Regions from separate parts of the Mus musculus genome. Here region 2 is linked to region 1. Evidence: chromatin contacts called from public Micro-C data. All regions are on one chromosome and are shown on one strand. The core of a region is the stretch at or near the end of the contact, and the rest is flanking DNA. Distances in the headings are between cores, read along the strand shown. Region 1 overlaps Zfpm1 (zinc finger protein, multitype 1). Region 2 overlaps Zc3h18 (zinc finger CCCH-type containing 18).

Region 1 (2,751 bases), core at 210-2,709:
CTCCCACGGGGCAGCTGGGGCGCGGCCCCTATCGCAAGGATCACCCTGTTTGCTTTTGATAAAAGTCACAGTAAAGGAAAGAAAAAGGCATGAATGGGGAGGGAGGGAGGGAGGGCAGCCCCAGTCTGGTGGGGTCTAGAAAATTCTGCAGGTGTGAACACAGAACAGTGTAGGCAAACTGTGTAGCCCAGAGGACATCAGTTCCCACTAAACCAAGGACCCGGAAGGGCAAAAGATGCCCTAGAGTCACACAGCAGGGGATGGAGGGGTCAGAGAGCTGCTGGAATGTGTTCCTGGATCAAGCCACACTGAAAGGGAAATCTGCTGTGAGAAGGGGCGTGTGTGTTATACCTGCCCTTGCTCAGGGTCACTGTCTGCTAAACAGTTTTTAAGGAAGATGGGATGGGGGTGGGGGAGGCATTGAAAGCAAGCTTGGAGAGGTCAAGGGACTTTCCAGAGGTGACATGGCCAGTAAGGAGAGTTCAGCCATCTCTGCTTTCTTCCCGGCATTCTGCAGAGGGAGAGGATGGCACCAGGCAGATAAGCTGCAGAGTGACAGGCGCCATGGACACAAGCTTGACCACCACCTTCAGAAGCAGTGGCACGGAGGGCTGGGGTGAGATCCAAGGGAAATGGGGGGGGGGTCTCTGCCCCGCCCCGCCCCACCCCGCCCCTCGGGAGGTAGATTCTGACTTTGCAGAGTGCCTATAGCTGCCAGTCACTAGGAAAATGGGGATCAGTAAGCTGGATGGAGGCCACCAGAAAGCTGGGTTCAGGACCTGTAAGAATGCGATCCACTCACACCAGGAAGCAGCCCTGCTCTGAACCACTCTGTCCACTTGTGGCAGCAGCAAAGGTGCTGGTGCAGCTGGTGCAGAGCAGGGTCCACAACGCCTTAGGGTGGGCTGCTCCCAGGGGTGCTGCACCAGAGCCTGTATTTCTCTCCTCACTCCGCCCAGTCCCCTCCCTCTCGCCAGTGTCACTGTTCTCAGTGGCTCAAACCTCAGAGGAAAGAGGTGTCTAGCTTCGTAGACTGCCAGCCCTGAGGGATATTCTGGGCATCATGTGCCCCAGACCCAGGAGGGTATCATGCCTGGGAGACGGGGCAGCTGACCTCAGGAGTGGGAGAGTACCCCTGCTTCTGTCCCCTATGCACTTCTCTCCGTAGCCATCCAGCCCCTCCTCCTCAAGTCCTGCCACCACTCTGGTGGCCCTGGGGAGGAAGAAGCCAACCTCAAGCTTCCTGTCCATCAGAAGGGAGCAGGGTAGGGTATGTGTGTGTGTGTGTGGTCAGTCTGGCCTAGGATTAAGTCACTGAGAACCCCAAACACTGGTGCCAGGTGGAGGAGGGCTGGTCCAAGGTGCTGAAGTCCTGCCCCTCCAGCGACTCCGCAGCCCCTCCCTGGTCTCTGGGACTGTGCTTGTTGAGTATTGATTTTTTGACATGGAGCAACAGCCAGCCTTTATCGGCTGGACCCTGGCCCTTACTAATGGCAGATCTGGGTTCATCTGGGAAGAGCCTGCTATGGAGGGTGGGGCTTTTCCTCCCAGGGGGCCTCTCTCCGCCTGGGGCTTGTTCTGGGGAAGGGTTGGCTCTCACAGAAGGTGCATCGATAGCGTGTAATAGGTCAAGGGATGCCAGGTGGAAGGCATCTCTTGCTCATCCCAGGACCCTGTATGGTTCAGAGCCAGAATTCTAGGTTCTTGGAGGGAGACACCACCTTTGTCCCTTTAGGGCACAACCAAAGCAGCCAGACTAGCAGGAGGAACCATGGCAACGGTGACCTGTGCACCCACTCACCCCTCAAAGGACACACCAATCCCTTGGAGGATTGTGTACCATGCCAAGGCAAGGAGCTCTTTTCTACGCAGCCGGCATCCCTGAGGAGGCTGAGGCATGGTTTCCTCCCCCTAGCATAGGGACAGAGCTCTAAGCTCTCAGCTTAGAGCCCCCACATCTCCCTGCCTACTTATGATGGCACGGACAACCTGGTCTTGCCCAGAGCTTGGCTTCACCTGGCTCCAGCTCAGTGCACCCACCTGCCTTATCTTCATTCCATTGCTCTCTGGGGCCACAGGTGCTGGTCTGAGCGGTCAGGGTGGGTATGAGGGTCTGGGAAGTGGTGGCAGTTGCCAAGCTGACAGTGAGGTGGGAGCTGGGGAGCCAGTGTGTCAGGGCACAGCTACCACTTAGAGCACACTGGCCTTTCAGGGCCTGAGCACACAGACCAAAGGCCCCTACAAAGGATGTACAAGACTCCCAGACACTCTGAGTTTCAAGCCTCTGCCTCAGGGTGAGTTAGGCTCTGTGGGGGATGGGAGACAAACAGGTTTAGGGACTTGTTAGCTTTTCCTCGGAAGAGCCATCTGCAATAGCCTCTGCCTTCAAGGCTTCTGTCAGCTTGGAGGCCGGAATCACATCAGGACACTGGAAGTTCAAACCCAAGCCTCTGACCTGGCTCTGTCCTTCCTTAAGTTCCCTGACGGGGAAAGGAAGAGGGATGACATTGTGAGGGGCTGGTAGGCATTCAGGAAAGGGGAGCACAAAGCAGGCTGGTCCTGACCTACATCCATGTCTCCTGCGGCAGCTCCCTGCTGGCCTGGAACTGGGCAGCCAGCGGTGGCTGGGCATTGGAGCTTGTCCCGGGGCACCTGTCCCACCTTCCCACAATCTACAAGTGACCTAGAATACATCGTGACCTGGGTTTGGGAGACTCTGCAGTTTGGTGGCTCTGTGAGTGTCAGTGGAGC
Region 2 (2,700 bases), core at 151-2,650, 87 kb before region 1:
AAGTACTTTAGGGGAGTCATTACTTAACTCTATCTTTCTGACTGTACCGTTCTGACAGCAACGGAGTCCACCTGGTTCAAACATGTTTATTTTTAGTGTTGGCACATAGTAGGTACACAGTATTCATGAAATTATAGCAACAAGAACCATGTTTTTAAACACCTGTTAACAAAAAAAAGTGAACGAAAGTCCATGCCTTAAGCCTTTTCTCTAAATTTCAAGAGTCTGGTTAACTGCACCCTGGGAAGTTCTTGATTAATGCACAGAGAGAATGAGGCTCCCAGGCTCCTCCCTAACAGCACCGGCCTCGTGTCCTCAGAGAGTTAGAGAAAAAGGCATATATAGGGAAGGCTGCACTACCCCATGCAGATAGAAACCCTGCGGTTTATCCTTTCACAGCTTCTGTTTACTCAGGCACCAGCCAGTGGCGGGTACCAGGACTCTCTTACCTGCTGAGGGGCACAGGGGGAGCGACACCCAGTGCTGAAGCTTAACCACCAGACACGTGAGTCTGGCTTGTGCCATTGTTATCTCAGCCCTGACCCTGGAAGCTAATGCCCCAGGTACACCCAGGGGCCGCCCTAAGGAAACGCAGTAAGGATGGCGTGGGGAGAGCCTCTGATCCCCAGCATAGCTGGGAAGAACCCAGGTCACAGGAGAGGCTATGTGGGTGAAACATGGGTATCCAACAGAAGCCCCAGATTTAATGATAGGTCTTTGGGAAGAATGACTGGATGAACCATCATTCAAGAATCCATTACCACGTTCACTGAGAAAAGTGTTCATGTATCATTTAGAGGGAAAAGCTGCAAGACTGACGTGTGTCTGAGTGCCAACGAGTCTGGCCACGGAGAGGATCTACGACCACGGAGCTCGTGTTTCAGGGTAGCAGCTATTGAGTCGACAGGCTAACACCCTCCCAGCTGGCACCTGAGTTGTCTTCTGAGTGGGGACAGTCGAGGTCTGGAGTCTGCAGAGTGACATTAGGTTGTATCTTTGTTTCCCAGGACATCCTGAGAAAACTGCTGAATCATTTAGTGGGGAATAACCACCCAGATATCACATCAGACCTAGAAAGCCAGGCAGAATACAAAACCACAGGAGGCTACATCTCCCCATAGGTGCCCTCATAGTGCGCGTGGTGTATCAGGACCGTAGTATACAAAGGGAGGGGGGCTGGTCGGGAACTACAGCAGGCATCTGCTGGGCAAGGACAGATGTGCTATTTCCAGATACTTCTGAAGAGACAAACAAACAAAGGCACAGGTGATCTGTGACCTTGATCTTCTGTGTAGCTGCAGTACCCTCTAATCTCCCTCTAGCACAGTACCATATCCAAAGGCTACCGGAGGCTCTACAGGGCAAGGGTCAACTGTGCTGTCAAGAGTCAATGCTAAGGCTGACAGTACACAGGCCAAGGGAGACACAAGGAAGTGAGCGGCAGCCTATGAGCGAAGCAACCACCCCGCCTATCTGGGAACTCCAGCTTGGACAGCTGTCAAATCTGGGGTCAAAGAATAAAAAGCAACTGATGGCAAGTTGCTTCTAAAATCAGGAGGGTTAAACATCTAATAAAGACAGGAAGAAGGAACTCATAGCATGTGGGTTCTTCCCTACTACCTCAATCTGCCAACACCCAAGGAACACACACTTTTGTTTATCTCCCAGGAAATTGCACAGGTTTCCCAGGACTGTCCCACAGTGTATACAGTTTGCCCTCATTTCAGTGGGTGACACCACTGTACCTCTTCATGCCTTACACCATGCACATGATGATGCCTACTGGCTAAACCCCTCTGAGCTCAGTAAGTCCTTCCCTCTGCAGTTCCCCAGGAGTACAAGTCCCAGGTGTTCTCTGCTCTGCTTTGCCATTACTTCTTGTGATGCACCCTTTTCCCAAAGTCAGCACTTGCTGTCTGGTCCTCTCTATTAGCCCTACATGTATGAGACAGCGGAGATGTAAGTGTTTCTTACTGCCATTTCTCCACTCTGCCCTAAAGAACACAGAAGGCGGGCTGGCGAGATGGCTCAGTGGTTAAGAGCGCAGACTGTTCTTCTGAAGGTCCCGAGTTCAAATCCCAGCAACCACATGGTGGCTCCCAACCGTCTGTAACAAAATCTGATGCCCTCTTCTGGAGTATCTGAGGACAGCTACAGTGTACTTACATAAAATAAATAAATAAATAAATAAATAAATAAATAAATCTTTAAAAAAAACAAAAACAAAAAAAACCACAGAAGGCTAACACATGCCAATCTACTGAGACAGCAACAAAATCCAGAGGCAAGAACATCTGTTAAGGCAGCCTGGTCTACACACCTAGCTCTAAGATGGCCATAGCCACATAGCAAGACACTATCTCAAAAGAAAACAAAAACCAAACCAACCCAACCAACCAATCAACCAACCACAGAAGCAATACAAGAACAAAGTCCTATCTGTGGGCTTCACTTAGCTCATATTACCAACCAAATGACAATCCCAGAAGGTCTGAGTTCAGTCCTGACCTGCAAGTGCTGAACTGGAACAAGGCTTTTCCACAACCTACCACTCTGATTCAGAATTTGAAAATGTCTTTTTGAGCATACTGGAAAGCCAGAAAACCCAGAGACACAGAACTGGTAACAGATGACAACAAAGGCCCTAGACCCATGTGTTCTAGGACAGGTACAAAGAGACACAAAAATAGCCTGGCATAG

What was found. Hi-C and Micro-C count contacts between places; a contact is called where the count stands out from the background.
Region 2: a contact with region 1 is called in a Micro-C map of the G1E-ER4 cell line, with 4 times the contacts expected there. The contact joins two enhancer-like sites. A contact is called at or near these places in 1 of 39 promoter capture datasets (embryonic stem cells), 1 of 484 Hi-C or Micro-C datasets (the G1E-ER4 cell line), 1 of 115 datasets of contacts at active chromatin or transcription factors (embryonic stem cells) and 3 of 9 other capture datasets (adipose tissue, embryonic stem cells and liver).

Annotation. Positions count from the first base shown.
Region 1 is chr8:122,316,804-122,319,554 of GRCm38.p6, reverse strand. The region is part of intron 3 of Zfpm1 (zinc finger protein, multitype 1); the gene reads right to left. Among named protein-coding and RNA genes, the nearest start is that of Gm46056, 26 kb to the left of the region's middle. RefSeq lists an enhancer at 1-85. Within about 2 kb of position 1,459, at least 41 of the 459 cell types and tissues checked have an H3K27ac peak or open chromatin away from gene starts, as enhancers often do. A contact at or near this core is called in the G1E-ER4 cell line, where this site is marked.
Region 2 is chr8:122,404,056-122,406,755 of GRCm38.p6, reverse strand. All of the region lies in intron 8 of Zc3h18 (zinc finger CCCH-type containing 18), which reads right to left. Among named protein-coding and RNA genes, the nearest start is that of Il17c, 17 kb to the left of the region's middle. Within about 2 kb of position 1,400, at least 12 of the 459 cell types and tissues checked have an H3K27ac peak or open chromatin away from gene starts, as enhancers often do. A contact at or near this core is called in the G1E-ER4 cell line, where this site is marked.